2 separate regions of the Rattus norvegicus genome follow, and region 2 is linked to region 1. A link is a contact called in public HiChIP or PLAC-seq data. All regions are on one chromosome and are shown on one strand. The core of a region is the stretch at or near the end of the contact, and the rest is flanking DNA. Distances in the headings are between cores, read along the strand shown.

The links. HiChIP or PLAC-seq counts read pairs in DNA pulled down with a chosen protein or histone mark.
Region 2: a contact with region 1 is called in an H3K27ac HiChIP or PLAC-seq map of oligodendrocytes, with 15 times the contacts expected there. The contact joins two enhancer-like sites. A contact is called at or near these places in 2 of 12 Hi-C or Micro-C datasets (the Rat2 cell line and psoas muscle) and 1 of 1 datasets of contacts at active chromatin or transcription factors (oligodendrocytes).

What each region holds. Positions count from the first base shown.
Region 1 is chr5:51,527,273-51,532,103 of GRCr8, forward strand. All of the region lies in intron 1 of Bach2 (BTB domain and CNC homolog 2), which reads left to right. Among named protein-coding and RNA genes, the nearest start is that of Bach2, 16 kb to the left of the region's middle. Within about 2 kb of position 1,514, at least 10 of the 93 cell types and tissues checked have an H3K27ac peak or open chromatin away from gene starts, as enhancers often do.
Region 2 is chr5:51,730,599-51,735,810 of GRCr8, forward strand. The region is part of intron 3 of Bach2 (BTB domain and CNC homolog 2); the gene reads left to right. Among named protein-coding and RNA genes, the nearest start is that of Gja10, 65 kb to the right of the region's middle. Within about 2 kb of position 1,878, at least 16 of the 93 cell types and tissues checked have an H3K27ac peak or open chromatin away from gene starts, as enhancers often do.

The DNA.
Region 1 (4,831 bases), core at 264-2,763:
CACCGCTAATGGATATTTTCTCTCCTTGTGAAACTTGCAAAATTCAAATTAATGTAGCTTTATTCTTTGCTAAAATTTCAGCTCGTAAACTGATTTCTTATAGTACAGTAACTTTCTAATTTCACGTTCAATTATTACAGAAAACTGATATATGTCCAAGAGGGAAGGAAGGATATTGTGACTCAGAGTAAAATTATGTAACGTGCTGTGCTTATTATCTTGAATGGCTAGACTTTAGTATTTAATTCCAGGAGTCTTGTCTCTCCTGTCAGGTTAGTTATTTCGAAAGTGGAATGTGCGTTTTACCCATGACTAAGTAATTACTTTGTATCCTCCTTTCCAATTACAATAACAAATCGTGAATTCTCCACATCTAGAATCACTATTATTTGGATTTGTCGATTGAATAGGATTTATTCTTAAATAAATAAATAAAAGGTAAAGACTTTGGAAAATTTTTTTCTGCAAATTTTTGGTTTCTCAAAGTAATTTACTTATGGACTATTTCCCATGAAGAAAGGGCAAGAGCGATTTGGGAAGATGATCAGGCGAGGTCTGAAAACACAGTAGGCAGGGTGTAGACACTAATGCTAACCCATGCGTTTAAGATTTTAGTGACAAACTTCCATGTCAGGAAACCACTGTGTTGATGTTTTATTGTGTTTAAAAGCACAACTTTAACCCAATGACTTCTAACCCATCTTTTGGTCAAAAAAAAAAAAAAGTCTCAATTATGGTGAACAGTCTAGGACTTGGCCTTCGTAGATGATTGATAACATCATTTTAAGGCTTGCAATGTGGGCGATTACTCTTGCTTTTCAGATGAGGGGTCTCTATTGTAACAAGCTTAATATCCTAAGTCTATATAAAGTAAATTGGATATTAGAATCCAGGTCTCATTAACCCCCAAACCGTTAACACTTCTTTTCTGCCATGTCAAAAGAATGTCTGTCTGTTTGATTGAATTTAACGTACATTTGCTAATGTGAGGCTCCAGGACATCTCAGTTCTTGAAAGACTAACCCACCTCCCTGTGAGTCTATTGATCGAATGGTTGGGAAAAGTTTTGTTTAGTCATGGAATAGGTCTCTAGGGTTGCTGCTTGTCAAGTCTTCGGTGGACTATTACTAAGTACACGGACGATGGTCACTGATTCAGAATACTTACTAAGTGTCCAGGACATAACTCAGTTACAGCTCTTTAGAATTCTGGGTAGAGTTCTCCAAAGCAGAGACACACTTGTTCCTTTTCTGGAAATGTCCAGGTTGAATAGGTCTTTACAAATTTTCTGAGACAAGGCCTGGACAAGGCAGACTGAGCCCTGGGTGGGTCCTGGACTTAGGGCAAGTTAAAGAAAGTCTACTGTCCTTCCAGTCAGGACGTCTGCTAGAACCAGAGCATAGAGAATGCATTCCTTCCCAGACATTCACCTTTCACCCTCCCTGGCAGCACCACAAGCCTGGCTTCTGATTGCCTGTCCGTTGCTGGGTGTCGCTGTCTTTCGGTTTCAACCAGGTTACTCTGCTCATGGTTTCTGTTGAGTGGCTGTGAGCAAGTCATATCCTGTGTTGGAAACGAGATGCCTCCAAATGGAAAATGAAGCCGTGGCATTAGATCAGAGTCCTTCTCCCAGTGCTTAAAATGCCAAGAGGCAAAGAAGCATTTGCCGATGGTAGGCATTTGGAGGGAGAAGGGTTCGTAGATCATATCAGATTATGCACACAACTTCTATACACAAAGAATTCAACAATGCAGATCATCCCTGAAGTCTCTCAGACTCTAGCATTCTGCCTGTCTACACATAGGGTCTTACTTTTTTTTCTATCACTGTGATGAAACAAAGGCAACTTACAGAAAAGCGGGATTAGAGAGAGCTTACAAGTTTCAGAGGGTGAGTCCATGACCATCACACTTGAGAGCATGGCAACAGGCAGGCGGAGTGCTGGAGCAGGGGCCGACAGCTCATGTCTCATCCACAAGCATGCGGCAGAGAGCGAAAGAGACCATGGGATAGAAGAGGGCTTTTGAAACTGATTCAGAGTCTGCCCTCAGTGACACACCTCTTCAAAGGCTATATACCCCTAACCCTTTCCAAACAGTTTCACCAGTGGACAGGGAGGGGCGCAGGGGAAGGCAAAAGCATTCAAATATAAAGCAAATACCATGTGGAGCACAGAGTTTCTTACTCAATATATGAGTAAAGAGTAGTCTCTCTGCAGTGTCATGGAACAGATGTTTAGAGTGTTTTTAGTGTAGATCTCTGCTTCTTCCTTCCCTAAAACGAGTGTTCCCCATAGTTAATGAGTAATAAATGTTTGCTGAGAATAGTAAGCCAATTAGTAGGGAGTCACATTTGGGTGATGAGTGGACAGGTTTTCAGACCTGAAGCCCTTTGTAGTTACATGCAGTGATACTAAAGGCTCATTTAAGGAAAGCAATTACCCAGGGATGGCAGCTCCTGGGAGGTTAGTGCTTCAGGGTAACGGCATTTCCTACCCTGCAGTAGTCAAGGCCTCAGTGTGAGGTGATGTGCCTTAGTTGACGTCCCTGTCTCCCATACAGTGTGGCATGCACATCGCCCCGCTCGAGATCCTTATGTCATACCTCAGTAGTCCAGCCAACCTGAGGCAAGCGCCCAGTTGCTCAGCAAAAGAACATATTGGGGGACGAAGAAGGCACTCTGGCAGGCCCCTGCCTCCTTTGCTAGGGAAGATAAGAATTACGTGGCACCCGTTTCCGGTGTTTAGCTTGATGCTAAGGGCCCGCTCATGCGTTCACTTTCCTGAGACATTCCACTGCTCTCTAGAAAGTCGCTAAAACTAAACAGAGACAGAACCCTTTGGCTGCTTAGATAATCTACTAAGCAAAGTGGGCTTGGACTATATTAATATCTCTAAAAATTGCATTTATTTTTCCTGTTGGCACTGTTTTAAATTTTTGCACTCATCTCCTTTATACAGATTCTACCTGTGTAGAATTCTATATCTGTTTGTCTTTTCAACCTCTGCTTAAAATGTTAGCACCTTGGCTTAGTTTCCCCCAGGAAAGAGTAAAAGGAAAGCCAAGAAGACCACAGTGACATCATTTGTGCTTGGAATCTCTGCAAACAGTCATGGTCAAAGTCACTCCTGAGGCCAAACCACAGTTCAAAGGCACACAAGGGAAACGTTTGGCGTTGACCTGTAGAAGTCAGTGTTTTTTTATTTATTATTTATTTGTGTTGAAAACAGAGGAGCGGGGAGGGAGGGAAGGGGGGGGGAGAGAGAGAGAGAGAGAGAGAGAGAGAGAGAGAGAGAGAGAGAGAGAAAGAGAGCGCGCATGCATGCTAGCTCCTTCCCTCACCTCATTTTCGAGAGTGCCAGTCTTTAGAGCTATTTAATACGAACTCATCATTACTAGCTTTGGTTTGGTTTAGTTTGGTTTGGTTTGGTTCCTTTGGTTTTGTTGTTGTTGTTGTTTTTTTTTTTTGTTTGTTTGTTTTGAGACAGATTCTGTAGACCAGACTGGCTTTGAACTCACAGAGATCTGCTTGCCTCTGCCTCCTGAGTGCTGGGATTAAAGGTGTGCCCTACCACGTTCTGCTCAGTAGTAACTTTTTAGGGTTCTCTGAGGTACTCTGATAGTTTGAAGCACTTAGGTTAGATTTTTCACCATGAATTCAAAACTGCATATAACATTACTAACCATCTCCTTAGGTTCTCCTTACTACAATAAGCTCGTAAATCGCCGGTGTCCGCTTTGATTGTACTGAAGTGTGCACGATGGCGAGCATTTTTTTTTACCGTGTGTATTTACATATGTACTCCTGATAGACACAAATGAGTCAAGGCCTAGGTACCAATTCCTTCACACCCTCCGAATTCGAACCACAAGGAAAAGTACAGAAAATGTCATCTGAAACCGAAACTATCATGTTAACATAAAATGACCGAAATAGCTATGTATAAAAATCCCAAAAGTTAGGGACCAGTTCTTAGCTAAACCCATGTGTAGAAAAATAAAGATGCGTGTAAATAAAATGACGTTTTAGAAGTCGGTAGCGTGTTAATAACGTCAGATGCAAGCAGTTGGCTTCCGGTCTGACGGCTCTCAAAAGGAGCTGGGGGCAGGTACTGAAAAATTTAGGGCTGTCCCTGATAATCGCAGACCAACTGTCATATCTGTTGGCAATATATTGTATACCATTGGGCTTAATGGCACTAACCAATGACCTCTGGCCTTCATTGTCAGATGAAGCTGATGTTGTCTAGACCACTGACATCAGCCAGGAGCCTCTTGCACCTCCAAGTTCAGGGGGTCCGGCAAATCCTCTCCCTCCACCCTAGTTTACAGTGTACGCAAACAGCACCTCAAAGCTTGTTTCCAGAATTAAATGCAAAGGTGCCTAGATAGACCCTGACCCAACTGTAGTAAGTAGGTGTTCAGTAGATGGCTTAATTTACAGAAAACAATCAAGTCCAGAATTCTGTCTATCTGGGAGAGTATATTTCTTAGTACAAATTGATCAGTGACGTTTTAACTTTATCTGTCAGTCTGGCATCTATGAGTTCGGGCAAAATGGTTCCTACCTATATGAACACGTGTGAATGACTCTTTCTGTGTGTGCAAGGCTGAACTCTCAGATTGGGGTTGCCCTGCCTCCCCAGGAAGAGCCTGCTGGGAGCCGGCCCCAGCCAGTTTTGCTGTTTTACCCCAGCTGCCCCCAGTTCTTGTTATACTTTGAGTGAAATTGTTTTTTTTTCTTTCCTTCTTTGACCAAATAACAGGGAACAGGGGTGTGTGTGCACACGCTTGTGTGTGTGTGTGTGTGTGTGTGTGTGTGTGTGTGCGT
Region 2 (5,212 bases), core at 628-3,127, 200 kb after region 1:
TATTAGATTCAGTTACCTCCCTTGGAGAGGGAGGCATGAGACGGAGTCAGAAAACCCAGTTTGAAGCTCGAAGTCTATACAGCAGCAATGGCTACTACCTTCTACATATCATCTGACTGTGCTAGTTCACCTAAATTCCATTCGTCTGTTTAATGTTTTAGTATAAGAACAGGTTCATGGCTCAGGGCTTAACCCTATCACCTGGGAAGCAGAGGCAGGTGGATCTCCCTGAGTTTGAGGTCAGCCTGGTTTACATAGCATCCCACACCAGCAGAGGCAGACAGTAACACCCTGTCTTGAAATTTTTAAGAGAGAGAGAGAGAAGGGAAGGAAGAGGAGATCCTCAAGTCCCATGGGAGCTTGGGCTTCATTTGTTTGTACAATTCCTATATCTGACAGTACTCTTATAGCACAAAATGAATGGCTGGCCTTAATGGCTGGTCCTTCAAGAAAGCTGGAGGCTATAGGACTTCGCCATGTCCTCCATCACTTGTCTGTCTTGGCTGTGTGCAAATCTCTGCACATTTCCTGTTACAGCCACTACATGGTAAAATAGCCTACATGGTCCAGCCAGAGCTCATGTCAAACAATGTCAGAGGTGTCTAGGTGGCGACTCCGGTTAATTGGAAACAGTGTGAAGTTGCGTTAGCCATCCTTGAACTGGCTTGTAGGTTGTTCTTAACAGACTGTCAAGTCTTCCTCCTCAGGGCCATCCTGAGCCCTGTGCTCTTCCAGTGCTGCCTCTGTGCTAGCCACAGTGGGAGCTCTCCTGGACTTCCGTGACTGATTTGTCCCTGCCTAGGCTGGTCCCCAAATGCAGTCAGTATGATCTCCCTAGTGCCCCTCTGCTTGGCACCCTGCAGTGCCTGCCCACAGTCTGCCAACCTCTTTTGTGGTTGAGAATTGGCCTTCCCAGTCTTGCCCTCTGCTCCCTCCTCTCCAGCACCACAGCTCCTCCTCTCCTACTGACATAGTCCTGCCCCAGAAGCCCTGGACCCCAGTCTCCCCTGTGTCTTTGCACATTGCTTTCTGCTGGCTCCAGCAGCCTATGTGTCCCTCCCTCAGTGTTAGCTGCCCTTCCACCAGCAGCTTTATACATTTACTACATCCTACCTGTCATTTGCTTGTTATTTCTGCTGACTCGTCCTGTCTCGTTAGTGCAGAGCCTCTCTAGCCTGGTACTCCATCTTCATTTAATGTTTTGTGTCACACACACACACACACACACACACACACACACACACCCTGTCCCCCAAGCATACGACTTCTATGGAACCACAGAAGATGGTGGCAAGGATGAATTTGTTAAAGGAAGTGTACTCTGCTTTGTAAAGTTGGTCATCACCAACCCTGTCCCCGTAGAGACACATAGCCTTTCCTGGGTGAGTGACACCTCAGCCTGTGAACCTAATCCAGACATATCTTCCTTTGGCACATTCGCTCCAGAATCATTGTATGCTGTGGTGATGGTGAGCCAGGAGAGCTACAGAGTGACTGTACAGTTTGGGTGTTAGTAGTCGGTCGAGTTGGCAACTCATAAAGTTCCTCCTCTGATACAAGCCCCTTAAAGACCAGCATTCAGTAATCAACTAAAAAAAAAATTGCTAGGTGATGGGCAAACAACACGCTCAGAGTCCCTTCTGCAGCCCCAGAAATGCACAGCATTTGAATTTCACGAGCAAGTGTGTGTGTGTGTGTGTGTGTGTGTGTGAGAGAGAGAGAGAGAGAGAGAGAGAAAGAGAGAGACAGACAGACAGACAGAGAGAGAGAGAGAGAGAGAGAGAGAGAGAGAGAGAAAGATTGCCCCATCCAACCTCATCCTCTGACTTTTCCTTGTGACCCAGATATAGGAATATCTTGTGTTCTCTTGCTCCCTCTCCTGGCCTGGCCTTCCTTTAGCAAAAGCACGCACTTAGGATTTGCACGCCTGGGTGGTGAGGGTCTGAGCAGTTAAACAAAGCCACCGTCCAGCTCAGCGCAGTCTTTTAGAAAATCCACGGGAAACCAGAAACAAAAATCTTTTCCTCACATTGGCAGTGTAGCCTGACTCAGTGAGGAGAGGCAGTACTGGCACTGGAAAGAAATGAACTTGGCATCCTTTCTAAGGAATGAAATGCTTCCCAGAAAAAGTAGGGGAAAAGGCATTGCCCAAAAAAGCACTTGATACTACGGTTTTTTAAAATGTCTGCCTGAGGACGTACAGAACCATGTATGAATGTGCTGGTCTATTAATAGTGCTAGTTACCTCATTACCCAGTCTAGGGCAGTAATAAAGCCTCTGGTATCCTGTTCCTAACATGCACCAGACGAAGTCTTCAAATATCTGGCCTATGTCATGGTGAGGAGCAGACTCTACCCCTTTCCCTCCAAAAGCCAGTGCGAGTGCTCTTCAGAGCCTGGCCACATTGTGCTTCCTTTCAACACACAGGCCTGGGACAGGACACACGGCTTCCCCTGGTGACAGTGGGACAGCATCATGGCCCATACTCTTTATGAGGAAAGCCAGTACGTCACTGGTCTTCCGAAGGTTGACCCTGCTCCCTTCTTTCTTGCGTAGTGTCTTAATCCTGCCTGCCCACCGTGTGTTGCTTTTCCCCATTAAACTTTCCAAAATATCTTGCCCGCTAACCACGCCGTCTTTCCTACTTTACCGTAGAAAAGACTTTACTTTTTCATGCTGACCTAGAATGGCTTGCCCAAATGTAAAGTTTTCTAAACTTAGCAGATTGAGAAAAGTAACAGTTCCGCTTACGCAGTTCACCCTCCGGGCAGGCCGGTGCCCTCTGACCTCCAGCTCTGATGAAGTGTGTCCTCTCTGAGCACCCATCTGCTCTGCTCTGTGGCTTCCTGCGCAGTGCCAGGCTTTCCCAAGGAGTTCCTTTGTGCTCCGTTGCCTCCTTCAAGACAGCCATTTGGTGTTTAGGTGGGTAGAGGGTGCTGGTTTTCTTTAACTGAAGAAGGATATTCAACCCGGGTGTTTGTGGAAGGTCTTTTCCTAGAAAGCCACGAGGTCGTTCTTTTGTGTTTACCAAGGTCAGAGTCACTGTGTATGCAGAGTGGTGACTGATTTGTGTTAGTCCTGTGTTCTCTCATCACTCAGCCTGCTTCCATTGCAACTTAGTGTGCTAGACAACACACACTCACCCCCTTTCTCTCATCTGTTGTTCCAGGGACCTTAACAATGGATGGGTGAGCCATTCTACACCTGTTTCATGTTTCTTCTGTGCATTCTAAGTTCCTCCACGATCGAATTTATTTTTTTTTTTTTGCTTCTGTCAAGTTTACGCTATGACCCAATGTAATAAATGTTCAAATATTTTGTGCTGGTTAACTAGTAACATCCTATTTATGCAAGTTACCTAATTTCTTCAGAATTCCTGCACCAAAAAAAAAAAATACGAAGTGAGCATTTCTTTATGATCCGGTGGTTTCCTGTCATTTAACCTTTGTCCAGTACAGTAGTATTTGACTCGATATAAAAGTGTGACCTTTTGCTGATGTGCGGTGTTATCATCTTCTAAAAATTACAGAATCATCTTTCACCGTGCATATTTTTAACAAATTCTCATTATAGTCCGTGCAGGAGGCACATGAAAACTTTAAGTTGAAGTACTCCTTATCTAGAGAGATAATGTGGAATATTCAGATGCTATGAAAGAACACTGGAAATTACATGTACGTGATGGTCTGCTAGTAGCGTCTGTTGCCCAGGTCAAAAAAAGGAAGGCACCGATTGAATTGGCACCTCCTTTGTAGAGATTTCTCCTGGCCCTTCATTCTCTGCTGATGGTCACCCCCTCCATCCTCCACGGTTTCCATAGGTACCGTTGCCATAGGACTATTGAGAAGTAAGGTCCAGACTGCTTCAGTACAGTTCAGTAAATTCTAGAAGTCTAGAAGTGGCAGGGCTGAGTATGACTAGAAAAGAAAACCAGAAACACCAAAAGGATGAGGTGGAGGGAATTTTGGAAGTCAAACAAGAAAGGCAGAAAGACAAGTAGCCCCTTCTCAAGCAGATTATGCCCAGAGCATTCATTCAGAGATTCCCCAGCCTTCCTCTGATTGACACTCCACAGAGATTCGTGGAGGTAAAGGGAGAGGGGAGATAAGGCATCATCAGGAAAGAGCACACGTGTGAGCGGGGAACTGGCCATGACTTCTGATTTGGCTTACATTTTCCCTACAGTGATGACCCAACCTAGAAATTGTTAAGCCCTAGTCTTCCACACTGGTTACAGAATGAAATAATAATGCTGTCTGGACACTTTCTAGCTCAGTTGAGGTTTTCAAAGCTGTGCCACACTGAAAGACTGCTGCTGCTTTTGAAATGTACTGAATGAGCCCCATGGCTCCTGCCATCCATACACCAGATGCTTACTGCAGAATGGTGCATGCCGGACAGCGTGGTTTTCATTGTAGCTCCTTAAGTTCTTGCCTTTCACCTTTAGTAACTACAGGTCCATCAAAATACTGGAACACCCCTGAGTATGGTGAGAACCCTAATCTGCATCTTTAACAACATGTTCAGAAATGGTTTGAATCACCCAAAGTGAGACCACCTGGTGTTCTTGAGGTTCAGCAAAAGACAAGAGTTCATTTTCAGGATATTTGGATATCCTTATTTAAAGTTGGGGTTTTTTTTTTAAAGGTATTTTCCCAGTTGGGAGTTATGAGTAAAGAGCTCTTGCATAATAATTCCCAGTATGTCCAAAATAGATGGCCCCAGAGCAACCTCCCAGGTACATTCTGGATGCACCTGTAGTCATTTCCCCTTCTCAGCATCTCTGAAGAGACTGAAAAGTATGTTTCAGCCCCACAGAAACTGGATATAACCAACCACAGTCATCGTTGGAAATGTCTGCCTCTCATGCCTCGGCTCTGCCGCTACCAGAGATGACACGGTTGACAAAAATAGAGCCCTGTCTTCATGCCCCAGCAACCTGAAGTCCTGGAGTTGCTACACTTCCCAGTAAAGTCATGCCCCCAGTCCCTGCTATTGGTATTTGCAAGCATATGGTCCTGGCATCCCAGAATCCCCCACTCCATTCTCACCCAAAGTCTAGAGCTCATCTAGGCAGAAAGAAAGGGGGAGGCTGGGTGGCAACCCTGACCTGTGTCCTGATCCAAACCGGTGGCTATTGTGTCATCAGAATTTCTCCGGCCCAGCAAAGTTTTATCCTCTGTCTGCCTGGCCTTTAGCTTTAGAACAACC